Linked DNA regions of Danio rerio: region 2 is linked to region 1. Evidence: chromatin contacts called from public HiChIP or PLAC-seq data. All regions are on one chromosome and are shown on one strand. Each heading gives the region's core, a stretch centred on a gene start, on an enhancer-like site or on the middle of the called end of the contact. The rest is flanking DNA. Distances are from core to core; before and after follow the strand shown.

What was found. HiChIP or PLAC-seq counts read pairs in DNA pulled down with a chosen protein or histone mark.
Region 2: a contact with region 1 is called in an H3K4me3 HiChIP or PLAC-seq map of gastrula embryo, with 4 times the contacts expected there. The contact joins the promoter of ndufs6 here to the promoter of irx1b in region 1. A contact is called at or near these places in 6 of 18 Hi-C or Micro-C datasets (embryo and an unstated tissue) and 2 of 4 datasets of contacts at active chromatin or transcription factors (embryo and gastrula embryo).

The regions. Positions count from the first base shown.
Region 1 is chr19:30,546,765-30,553,154 of GRCz12tu, reverse strand. It overlaps irx1b (iroquois homeobox 1b), which reads left to right and starts at 3,919. Exons shown (of 4, transcript NM_131823.1): 1 at 3,919-4,290; 2 at 5,010-5,982; 3 at 6,118-6,190. The coding sequence starts at 4,045. All of the region lies in intron 2 of LOC141379111 (a long non-coding RNA gene), which reads right to left.
Region 2 is chr19:30,700,245-30,706,634 of GRCz12tu, reverse strand. ndufs6 (NADH:ubiquinone oxidoreductase subunit S6) reads left to right here and starts at 3,980. Exons shown (of 4, transcript NM_001004651.1): 1 at 3,980-4,143; 2 at 5,739-5,792; 3 at 5,884-6,006. The coding sequence starts at 4,000. mrpl36 (mitochondrial ribosomal protein L36) reads right to left here and starts at 3,734. Exons shown (of 2, transcript NM_001099257.1): 1 at 3,617-3,734.

The sequences.
Region 1 (6,390 bases), core at 2,670-5,169:
GGTATTCAGAATATATGCAATAAAAACAAAACCCTACTGCAATGACACACACACACACACACACACACAACCTAAATGGTCATTAATGCATTCAGTTTAATGGCTCATTACAGAGGGAGGCAATGTTTAGCCAACAGTGTTAGAAAGGTCAGCAACTGAGGGGGGAGGTTAGAGAGGTGAGGACAGTCAGGAGGGGGGATTCACCAGGACCCATGGGATCTGGAGTCCTGCCCTCTGTTAATGGACTGCAAAATGAGCCCCGGTCCCCCGTGTCATCAAATCAGATACAGAGGCAGATGGAGATGGAGTGAAAGATGACAATCAGGGTCAGAGCCTTCATATTAAAACCGTGCTGTTTCAACACTCACAGTTGGAGGTGGAGGTTTAGGAAGCGCTCGTTTCGCTCTCACATGTATGCAGTAAGATGAAAAAAAAAAGCTCACAGGGGAAAAAAAATTAAAAACACCGGCATTTCAAAGACGCTTTGATTCTGTGTCAGCAGAAAACTGATCAAGCCATTTCCCTTTTAAAGTAGTAGCGGCTTTTGGTTTTGGTTTCTCTTTCTTGGGCGTTTTAGGAAATTCACACTTTATGTACACGAGGAAACGAGGCATTTTGATCTTCTTCATGGCCTGTAAACTGAGACCAACCTTCAATTATAGCTCCAGCGCCAGTGAAGGCAGGAGATGCAAATGGAGAAAAAGACCATTATGGTGTAGTAAATATTTGGTGGGCTTTTCACTCAAGAGTCAAAACAGGCATGGAAGTTGAGACTGGCTTTATACATTTATATTGTGAATTATTTTATGAATCAGTCTTTGATTATTTGATGTAATGTGCTTGTCTAAGACAATAAAAGTGTTAATTGTATACATACTTTAAATGATATTTTATCCATTAGAATATAAACAATATAGTTTATATAAAACCAAATCTAACGTCAGCAGTGTACAGTTGTAATTTCAACGTAAATGCATCCATGGCACCTCTGAAGATCAATAACCAGGCTGTGTACAGATATCTAAATGCTGCTTCAGAAGCACATCTATGCTGCCTTTGCAGTGTAAATTCGGCGTTATTATACAAACTCAACACAGCATGTTTAGATACAACGAACAAATAAAAGAGAAATCAATAAACCAAACAATTACCAGACTCAGGGAAAGTGATTAAAGCATTGAAAGTAGTCTAACTGATAGGCTGGAATGGATTTTCATTTAGCATATTTTTTAACAAACTGGCACAGACATAGTCTACAAAACAGAAGTTGGGGATAGAATATCCTGCTTTAAATAAAGATGTCAATTAGCTGTTGAATATTAGGGTAAACAAGAAAGTCTACCCTTGCACAGCCATAATGTAAAAACTCCAGAAAACACTGGTTCTCTCATGGTTTCCTTACACTGTAGGTTATTATAATAGTTTTTATCTAAACTATACAATCTACAATCACACAAATGAGAGTAAAAGGTTTGTTGTCAAAGTACCTGATTATGTTTTATTATGTAAATTAGTAATTTTGGTGAAAACTCAAAATTGGGAACTGTTATCTTCATTTGTATGTTTTTAAAATTTACTTGGGATATTATTTATTTTTTTATTTATTTTTACTAAGGATGGTTTACCCAAAAATGAAAATTCTGCCATGATTTATTCATCCTTCACCTGTTTCAAACCTGTTTGAGTTTCTTTCAAACAGTGTTTGTGTCATTACTATGATTTTTTTTCTCCCCAACATTCTTTTACAACGTCTTGTTTTGTGTTCAACAGAAGAAAGAAATTCATAAACATTTACAACCACTTGTGTGTGTGAGTAAATGGTAAAAAATTCAATTTTAAGAGAACTATCTCTTTAAGATGGTGTAAGTTTAAACTACTAAACAAAATGTACAGTTGCCAATAAGTTATTTAAACCTTAATTTCTGAATGTAAAACTTATTTATAAACCCTTGAGGGCAAAATACAACCGGAATTACAATATAAAAGAATTCAACAATTCCATGAAGAACCCTTAACATCCATGCAAACTTTTTATCCAACAATTGCAAAAAATAGACTTATAAAGTGCTTTTCACACTAATATAAAAAAAATAGTTCTTAGAACTCTTTCCCCATTTAAGTTTTAAGAACTTTATTACATTTTTAATGAAACCCAAAATGATCCTTCTATTGCAAAAGTGTCGTCTTCTTGGTTTTGTATCATGCAGCTCACTTTTGATGAAGAGATTGCTGTCAGGATGGATTTTTAATATTAATATTAATGGAAACGTGGATTATAACATCCGAAATCGTCAACGGCAGGTGACTCCATAGCCATTTTAAAACGTGAAACTCCTTAGCGCCAAATGGAGGACTAACTGCTGTAATTAAATCATTAAATCCCGCTCTCCGCTTCGCAGGACACGAAGAGAATTGCCTAACCAGCTCGCCAAACTCATTTGCTACTCAAGCATGAAATTATGACTTTTTGGATAAATAATTACAAAGCTAACATCTGATAGCAAGGTGCACCCAGGGGGAGGATTAGCGCAGACAGGGGTGTTAGCCCTCATTACCAGCCGTGGATGAGAGGAGGAGAGAGAAAATATACTGGGATGGAGAGATAGGCTGTGGTTTTAATTGCAGGCTTCTCTGGTTGGCTCCTTATCACAACCTCTCAGAGGGATCAAATGGCTCCTCTGAATGGAGCATTTCATTAACCTGTCACCTTATCACGGGACAACCTGTGTGATGCTAATGTGCAAATTACCATAAACGGGATCGTTTGTTTCCCTGTTGGACATTACTGAGACCCTCTCTGGCACGCCGTGTGAACGCTTGTGTGTGTGCGCGCGCGCTGTGAGAGGGAGGGGAGCGATGATGATGATTCTCTCCGCTCCATCAAATCACTATTACACTCCATTATTGCCTTCTTCACGACTCCACACTACCAGACGTTGAAGCCGCTTATACATACAAACTCCTGAGCCGCATGCGCGTTAAATAAAACATGAAATATTGACTGGAGATAGATAGGTTATGGCATTGCGCAATCAATAAATGTCAGTGCATTTAATCGTAGATGGAGTTAATAAACACTGTACAAAAATGCCGTTTTCTATCCTATTTACATAACACTTTATTTAAAATGTTCATAGATAATAATTATATCAAGATAAGGAAAACTTGAAGCATTTATTATATATCAGTTAAATGCACAGACCGCTTAGATGATGCAAACATTTCATATTGATATGTGTAACTAAATTACATAATTGCACTATAGTAACAAGTTTATCAGTCTGTTTGTTAGCGTCAAATGTCACTTAATTCATAAAATCATGAAATTTAAAATACTTTAAATATTTTGTAACAGAACAAACTTGTCTTAAAAACACTGCTAAGAAGTTTTTAACTGTATTTTATCGTTTTATTTTTGTAAAATTAAGATTTTTTTCTTTTAATTCTTTAATTTTTTTTAAATATAGTACACTGTATTTTATTCATTTAGCCTATTAATTCGTGTGTTTACAAAAGTAAGAATAGTTAACCAGACAACTCCACTAGCATTTTTGCATTAATTGTGTCTCGTTAATATTAGCTATAAGCTTTATTAATTAAATTATTTACCTTAAATTAATATGAAGAAAGTTCAGAAATGCATAAATGCAGTCATGCCCAGCAACACTGCTCTTAACATTTTATAATGCAAAACTATTTATTTTATGTTAAATATTTATATATTTGTTGTCACATTCCACATTTTTACGCGAACAAGGCGTATATGTAACTAAGCACTTCGTTTACACTGCCACAAAAACACACAATAACACACACTGCAGCCTACTTATCGCGTGGCCCCGGATAGGAGGGGCCTCGCGCTTAAGTATCATGCCAATCAAGCCGTCAACTTCAAATTGTGAGAGGTCCAGAGGGTAGACGCATCACTAGACGTTCCTCCTGAAGAGACCGCGCTTCTGCACCAAGCGAGAGTTATTGCTGTGATTGAAAGTGGATTGCCCTTCTCTCTTGTAAATCTCCGACAGAGTTCCTCGGGAGTTGGACATGTCGTTCCCCCAACTGGGTTACCCACAGTTCCTAAACGCCTCCCAAGAGGTGTACGGAGCGGAGCGCACGGGTGTAATGCCGTCCTCTCCACGCGAGGGAAGCTCGGACAACAGCGCAAATCCCGCGACTGCAGCGGCTGCTATCACGCCGATGCTCGGCATGTATGCGAATCCGTGGACCGTGCAAAATTATAGCGCCTTCTTACCTTACAACAGTGCCGAGCTGGCCCTGCTCTCTCAGATGGTAAGACAGTTTATATATACATGTTATAAAGTATTTTACAGTGGTAAATATCTGTCTAATATATATATATATATATATATATATATATATATATATATATATATATATATATATATATATATATATATATAATAAGATGAATTAAACTTTAAACATTACATTTTGCATTAAACTATTAGTTTTAAATGTTTATCAGATGTATATTAAATGTTTTATATGGCAGTGTTTCGAGAGGTTAAAAATATAAACGCAATCTTTAAAATAATCGGAATTGAACGGATTTAAAAACTAATGTTTTTAATTAAAAACAACAAATTGTAATTTGTAGTTGTTCTACTTTCACAGACTAAAACAGTTCTGCATACATAAAAGAAGAACAAGAGACAATGACTGCATTTATTTTTAAGATTAATTAGCGATTTTTTTAATTCTCTAACATTTGAAATAATCTCTATTTTGGCACTGTAATTATCGAATAATAATTATTAAACTTTATATTTCCAAATTATAGTTCTGCATAAGTAATTTTATTTAGGTTTCCAGTGTTTGTTTTAAAAGTAAATCACTGCTAGAAGTTTGCAGCAACAGTTCATTTCTCGTGTTGAAATACTACTTTAACACTTTTCAAAATAATACCAAAATAGAAGGAACGACATTCGTATTACTCTTTCCTGTGCATGTCTACAAACCTACTGATAATTAATTTTTCTAATCCCCAGGGGTCGCAGTATGAGCTGAAGGATAACCCCGGGGCTCATCCTCCAGGATTTGCAGTGCACGCTGCGCCCGGTTTTTATCCATACGGCCAGTATCAGTACGGTGATCCGGCCCGGGCCAAGAGCGCTACCAGAGAAACCACCAGCACACTGAAAGCATGGTTGCAGGAACACAAAAAGAACCCGTATCCCACCAAAGGTGAGAAGATCATGCTGGCCATCATCACGAAGATGACCCTTACGCAGGTGTCCACCTGGTTCGCCAACGCGCGCCGGAGACTCAAAAAGGAGAATAAAGTGACCTGGGGTCGCAGTGCCGAGGACAGAGACGGGCGAATTTTCGACAGCGACAACGAGGATGATGCGGACAAAAATGACGACGAGGAAGAAATCGATCTGGAGACCATCGATATGGACAAGGCGGAGGAGCCCAGAGTGGACCAGAACAAGGAAGCAGCGAATAACCCGCACGCGATTGAAAACATTGAAACACCGCGGATATTATCTTCCCCAGCACTTAAAAACACGGACAGTCCTATGTCGAGTGGTAATAGAGAACAGAATGTGGTCAAAAGCGTTGGTGAGGTGTCTCCTGGTGGAGCAGTGTGTCAAAGGCCTGGAAACAGCAAACCCAAAATCTGGTCTTTGGCGGAGACGGCAACAAGTCCTGATAATACGCAAAAACTCAGTATCCCGTCGACGCCTGCAGGCCTCAGGGCCTCACCTTCAACCCATCCTGCTTTTCTCTCCACAAACGGAATTTATACTTGCCAGATTGGGAAACTACACAATTGGGCGAGCGCCGCTTTCCTCAGTGCTAATTCTCTGATGGGTGTGCGCTCACTTTTGAGTCAAAACAGTAACTTTCCAAACCACAGTCCCGTTACAAACCCCGAAAAGAAACCTTCGTCTGCCTCTGGATCTCCATGTCTTGACAGCGACAACTCATCCGACAGTTTCAGTCCCAAACATAATGGTTGGTATTCAATATTGAACAATAATTAGAATAGTGATTTTTAACACAGCCTATTAACTTTCCACATTGTTTTCAAACCACATTAACGTTTGTTTTGAAGTGCAAGCTGTTCATTCTTTATCTTTTGAAATTTAGATCAAGAGAACGTTCAGAGAATTGAATCTCCAACACTTGCATCAAGATCACCGTTTCCAGTCATCCATGACAGGTAAATGATGAACAAGTCATTTTAATTTCCGTGCACTGATTTTGATTAAATCAAACTCACATAATTGCAAAAGAACACAGTTTCAAATGCAAGAGTCGCAGTTACAACTTGCTTTCCCTAACATTTCTCCATTAGATATAATAAGTTTTGGATTATTTATAACGTTTAAATAGTTAGAAATCCTTTCACTAACATTTAAA
Region 2 (6,390 bases), core at 2,731-5,230, 150 kb before region 1:
CATGCTTTTGCTTTTTTTTTTTTTTTTTAAGAAAATTTATTCTTCCGGTTTGAAAATAAATTTTGAAGCTACATCATGACGCTTAGATCATTGTGTAAATTCCAGCGTTGTGATTAGCCATCAGCACTGGCCAGTACAAAGTGAAATCATGTTTTCAGCATGTCTGTGTATTATTCATGTGGAAGAGTTGATTTGAACCAATCAGCATGCTCTATTATGAATGAGATGAAACTTCATTAATATGGATGAGATAGCTTCGTCACTTTTTAGCTGTTACGGAGTTCAGAGAAGCATGGTCCAAATGATGTTACAAGCACAATTAAATTTGATGGATGAAAAACAAGTTCAGAAACTTGGATCATCAGTGTTCCGTCTCAAAGTGTGCCAAAACCAAAGTGTTGTTTCCATTTCTCTGCAACGCAAGCATGTGTTCCCCTGCTAACACGCGAGGTTAGTTTGTTTTATAAGGGGAAAGGTGAAATCCAGATTTGCCACCAGTTCGTGTTGATTGTCTTTCTCTAAGAATTTGGTAAGAGCATGATTAATGTTTTTATGTGTATTCAGATGAAAAGTTATTAGATCTAGAACTGCACGATTAATCGAAAAAAGATAACAATCTTGATTCGACCCTACACGCGATCAATTCCGCTTTTTCTACGATTCAGCCAATTATATTTTCAAGGTCAGGAGAGAAGAAAAGGCGGCTGTAGAGGTCTTCACAGCAACATGGACACCTTCAAATGGTGTTAATAGTGTCACATACTGTATTTACAAAGTATAATTCACCCCAAAATGTCATTTCTGTCTTCATGTAATAATGTATTCACGCTCGCGAAAAATCGCACACGAGTTGACGCACTGTTTATTTACTGCTGAGAACGCGCACGTGCACGCAAATGACGCTTACTTGTGAACACAACCTGCATATACTGTGAATAACATGTAATGAAGTTGTAAATAACGTTCAGTTTGTTGCACAGAGCGATCGTTTGAGGGCCGTGCGGGAGGTTTGATTTACACGTGTGTTTTTTTTTTCTCACAGTGACAGCAGCTATGAGACGCTCTAGGAAGTGAAAGTGAAACCTGTGCGCACATCATTTAAATGATCATATCGCATTTTAGAGTTATGATTACGACAAGCATTTGATACATTTTTTCTTTCATAGCCAACACAAAGAATTGTGCATGAAAATAAATGTTTACTGTGTCAGTATAACAACCCTAGTCTATATATATATATAATGGAAATATAATGGTCTAATAATGTTGTCAATGACAGATGACAAGCACATGTCTCAAACATAATAATTCAAGTTTATAGTTATGAATAGTTGTATTCTGATGTCATAATTTTACTGTAAATTAACAAACAGGACATATTGAAAGTCTGTTTAAGTCCACCATAATACAAACTATACCATTTTAAGCAACAGTAGATCTACACATAGGCCTGTTATTATTGTTGTTTACAATATGTTTCAGAATTAACAATAATAATAGGCTAATCATATTAACCTTTATTTCACAATTACAGAATCATGAGAAAGATTGTGATCTTGATTTTAAGCAAAAAACTAAATTTGTGATTCACATTTTTTCCAGAATCGTGCAGCCCTAATCAGATCCACTGTATCACTGCTCTCCGAATCACTGTCTGTCTCCCCTGAATCGGTGTTTCTGTTGCTGGCGTGCAAATAAGTTGTTGCGTACGTAATGAAACTCCCATTTTTATGCAAACCCTTCCCTTTGAGAAAATTCTGATTCTTGGGTGAACTTTTTTTTGAAAGGCAAAGTTCCTCCAAAAGGGAAGATTTCTTGTTGGTTGGACACCGTCAGACCACCCAAGAAGTTATTTGTATTTCAATAAGACACTAAATGAGCAATTCCAGCGTTATGGGGTGACATTTGCAGTTAAAATTTAAAACTTAAATTACGGAGAAAGTATATGTTATTATATTGAAACATCTGTTTATATTTTCCCAAACAACTAACCACAGAGTTATGGGATCAATCTGTAAACATTTTTGTATTATTAATGAGGAAAGTAAACATGCGTTATGAATCATGTGCCAAAAAAAGTCTGGAGTTTACAGTTTACAACATACTCTGTAGAAATTCTGTGAATTAAACTGCACAACCCAAAATAAATAAAGCTACTCAAAAGGATAAAAGTTGCTCTATATCGAACAAACATTATAGATCTGATTTTATTTGACATTTTTGCATTTATTATTAAGTTTCGTTATAGATAGGCACCTCTCTGTTATGGATGTAACAGATGTGAAATTGGTTCCTGTGTGACTTTGCTATATTAAATACAATAATTTAAAAACATTGACAAAGACATTTTTGAGTAGTTTTTAAGTACTGTAAAATACTTGCTTAACCAAAAATGTAGAAACTAATTCATTCCTACATATTATGTGCCTTCCAGAAAATGTGCATCTTGTGAGGGAAGATGTAAGTATTGCACTATTGACACTCAGATTAACATGTATATTAATGAAAAAAATGAAACAGCATAAATGCTCAGACATGTAGTAACGTTAAAATTATGAAGCGTTACCTTGGTAAATGGCTGCACAGTTTAAAGTCTTTGAATCTCATCATGATTATTGTCCCAAACACACAAAAAAAAAAAAAAAAAAAAAAAAATATATATATATATATATATATATATATATATATATATATATATATATATATATATATATATATATATAGTAGTAATGTTTCATATTACATAATAATATATACTTCTTTGACATTGACTTAATATTTATTTATTTTTATTTATTTATTTATTTTATTGCAATAATAACAGTACATTACAACAAATACAGATACAAAACTGAAAGTAGTATGGTACAATCAATAGGAATATTACTTTTTGAAATAAGTGGAATGTAACAAAATTAAAACAAATATAGGTAAAACTAAATAAAGACAACGAGAGAAAGAAAAAAAGAAATATTAAGGGCACATGACAAGGATAAAACTAACTATTGCAGAATATCAAATAAAACACATATTTTATAAAGTTTTAATAGCTTTCTTGTTGCGAGAGTCTGTGATGGTTTATAAATAAAGAGCTAGTTCTCGTTTAAAAAAATAAAAAATAGGCTTACAATGAGTATATTTGCAATTGTGTATAGAAAAAAAACTTTCCAATAATTAAAATAAAGTTTATGCAAAAAGTTTGAATAAAGGAATTGCTTCCTTTAATATAAAACCCCAAAACAACATGTCTATAGCTTTCACAGAAAAAGCAAGAGATGTCAATGTCAATTTTTAATTTTTGTAAAAATTGTTTTTGACTTAATATTTACTTGACCCTTTAAAAGCTAAGTTGGCATGTAAATGTTTTCTCCCATAACTGTCAGCTAGTATTCAGAGCATTCCAAAATAAATGTTCTAATCTTATTCACAAATACAAAAACGTCCAAGTCTTCGTTGCTAACAAGACAATTAGCATGATTTTTTTTTTTGGAAAAAGTCTCACGTTGTGGGCCGCTGACTAGCTTTGCAGGCCAAACACTGTTCTAAAACACGTGAACGTGTTCAATTCAAGAAGTTGCAGTAATATTTTCAACAATTAAATATATTTAATGCATACCTGTCTGAATATGCAGATAGAAACGCGTGTATTTAAGCGTTTTTATCCAAGATACATCAGTGCGAGGGTAGCATGCTTTTCAGACGCAAGAAAACCCATCCAGTTCCTGTGACGCAATGACTTTGTGGGAAAGTCATACCGCACGCATGCGCATTATACTCTCCGAAATCTTCCCTCAAACCTGTGTATGTAAAGATTTGTTTGGATATATAAAATACCCAATGGATCTGCTAAGTACAGGCGCATAATATACTCTAAAGGAACTCGTTTATACGAACAATTCAAAGAATTATAAAATAATGAATTTGTTGCCGACCAACAGGGGTCAGCAGAGAGTTATGAAGAGCAAAGCAAAGGCTGCTGGGTAATGATCACAGGCAAACATGGCAGCCATCCTTCCAAGGATCTTGTCCTTCGGTAAAAATACGAAGGTTTTGCTCAACTGTTTGAGATTATCAGCAGTTCCAGTTCAGCAGTACAGTGTTCCGGTTTCTAACCATGGAGAAATAATTACCCACACGGGACAGGTGAGGCTGGATCTAAAGGACACTGTGCAGCACGTCTGTTTATTACTGTTAGCATTTGTTGTGAGAACTGAGGCTTATATCTGGCGTAATAGACTATAGAGTAAGCATTAATAGCTGATATTTTGTGCATTTAGTGGCAACTTAATGGTAAAAGACTGCATTGTACTGATAAAACTGATTAAATGGAGTAAAATACAACCAGAAAAAAATCAATTCAAGTTGCTACCCAGTTAAAGGTTGTAAAAATTACAGTTAAAATAATTTAAAGTTCAAATACAAAAATATTTTTTGCTTGGAATTGTTTGTTCATAGTGTTTTTTTAAGAAAATGTCAAAGTAATACAATTAATAAAAACCTTTATTCTCTTGTGTAGATAATATAGTGTAATATAGATAGTAACCAAATTTACTCTTCAGTATACACTTCACTTTAGTTGGTGCTATATTGAGAGAAAAAAATCGTTCAAAGAGAGTAAAATGTACTTAAAGCTAGATATTGCACAGTAAACTTTAATTCAAGTAGAAATTGATCAACAACGTTATTTTACAAAACAATTCTACTTAACTGCATACATTTAATTGTTAGCAGTTTTTTGTACTTGTTTTATTTATCGCCTTTTTTTGTATTTGATTTTTTGGTACCAGTTTTTTTGTATTCAATTCGATTTTTTTGTATTCGATTTGTTTGTAGCAGTTTTTTGTTTTCAATTCAGTTTTTGTATTCGTTTTACTTGTAGCAGTTTTTTGTATACAATTTATTTGTAGCAGTTTTTTTGTATTTAATTTGATTTAATTGTAGAAGATTTTGTATTCAATTACATTTTTGTATTCGAACATTTGTAGCGGTTTTTTATATTCAATTAGATTTTTTGTATTAGTTTTATTTGTAGCATTTTTTGTATTTAATTCCATTATTGTATTCGATTATTTGTTGCAGGTTTTTTCTATTCAATTAGATTTTTTGTATTCAATTTATTTATAGCAGTTTTTTTGTATTTAATTCGATTTTTGCATTTGATTTATTTGTAACCTTTTTTGTATTCAATTACATTTTTTTGTATTTGATCTATTTTTTTTCCATTCGATTTATAGCAGTTATTTTGTATTTTGTGCATTTAGTTGCAACCTAATGATAAAACTCACTAAATAGAGTAAATACAACTACGAAAAAATCAACTCTAGTAGCTACCGAATCAAAGGTTGTAGAAATTATGGTTTAAATAGTTTAAAGTTCAAAAACATAAATATATTTTGCTTGGAATTTTTTGTTTATAATGTTTTTTAAGAAAATGTCAAAGCAATACAATTCATAAAAACCTTTATTACTTCCCTTGTGTACATAATATCGTGTAATATAGATAGTAACCAAATTTACTCTTCAGTATACACTTCACCTCAGTGTATATTAAGGGGAAAAATCATTCAAAGAGAGTAAAATGTACCTAAAACTATGTATTGCATGGTAAACTTTAAATAACTTAATAGACATTAATCAACAATATTACTTTTACAAAATGTTAAGCAGATCCGACATCAGATTTACTTTATAAGAAAAACTTAATATTTTTTCCTATTTACTATTTGTTTTTATTGCAGGTCTATGATGAAAATGATGTGAGACGTGCTAGATTTGTTGGCAGACATAAAGAGGTAAAGGGAACTATTCAGTGCTGCACAAAGATAGCATATATATATATAGATTTTCTTATTGTTTGTTATATTGTTATCTTTAATGCTGCAGGTGAATGAGAACTTTGCAATCAACCTGGTTGCAGAAGAACCAGTCTCACATGTAGAGTCCAGGGTGGTGTCCTGTGATGGAGGCGGAGGGGCTCTCGGCCACCCCAAAGTTTACATCAATTTGGTAAACAAGTATTTCATATAAGAACAGTTTCTAAATTTGATTAAAATAAATATGTAGAGGCCAGGATCACGTTATTAAGTAATATGCAAATTTTTTGTGTATATACAGTGATTACTATTTACTCAATTTGAATGGTTTAAAAATGTCTGTAGATTAAACACATAAAACATGCAAATCCTGTAACATTTTATCATAAGCACACATTTGTCATTTAAACAAAGATGAAAAAAGCATTATTTTCAAAAACTTTCAAGTTAAAAGCTGTATTTGAAGGTTAACATTTTCAAGCCTCTACATTTACATATAGTCATTTAGCAGACGCTTTAAAACACCATTGTCATGTAAATGAATTGCCATGAGGCCACTCGCAGTTTTCTGTTTTTA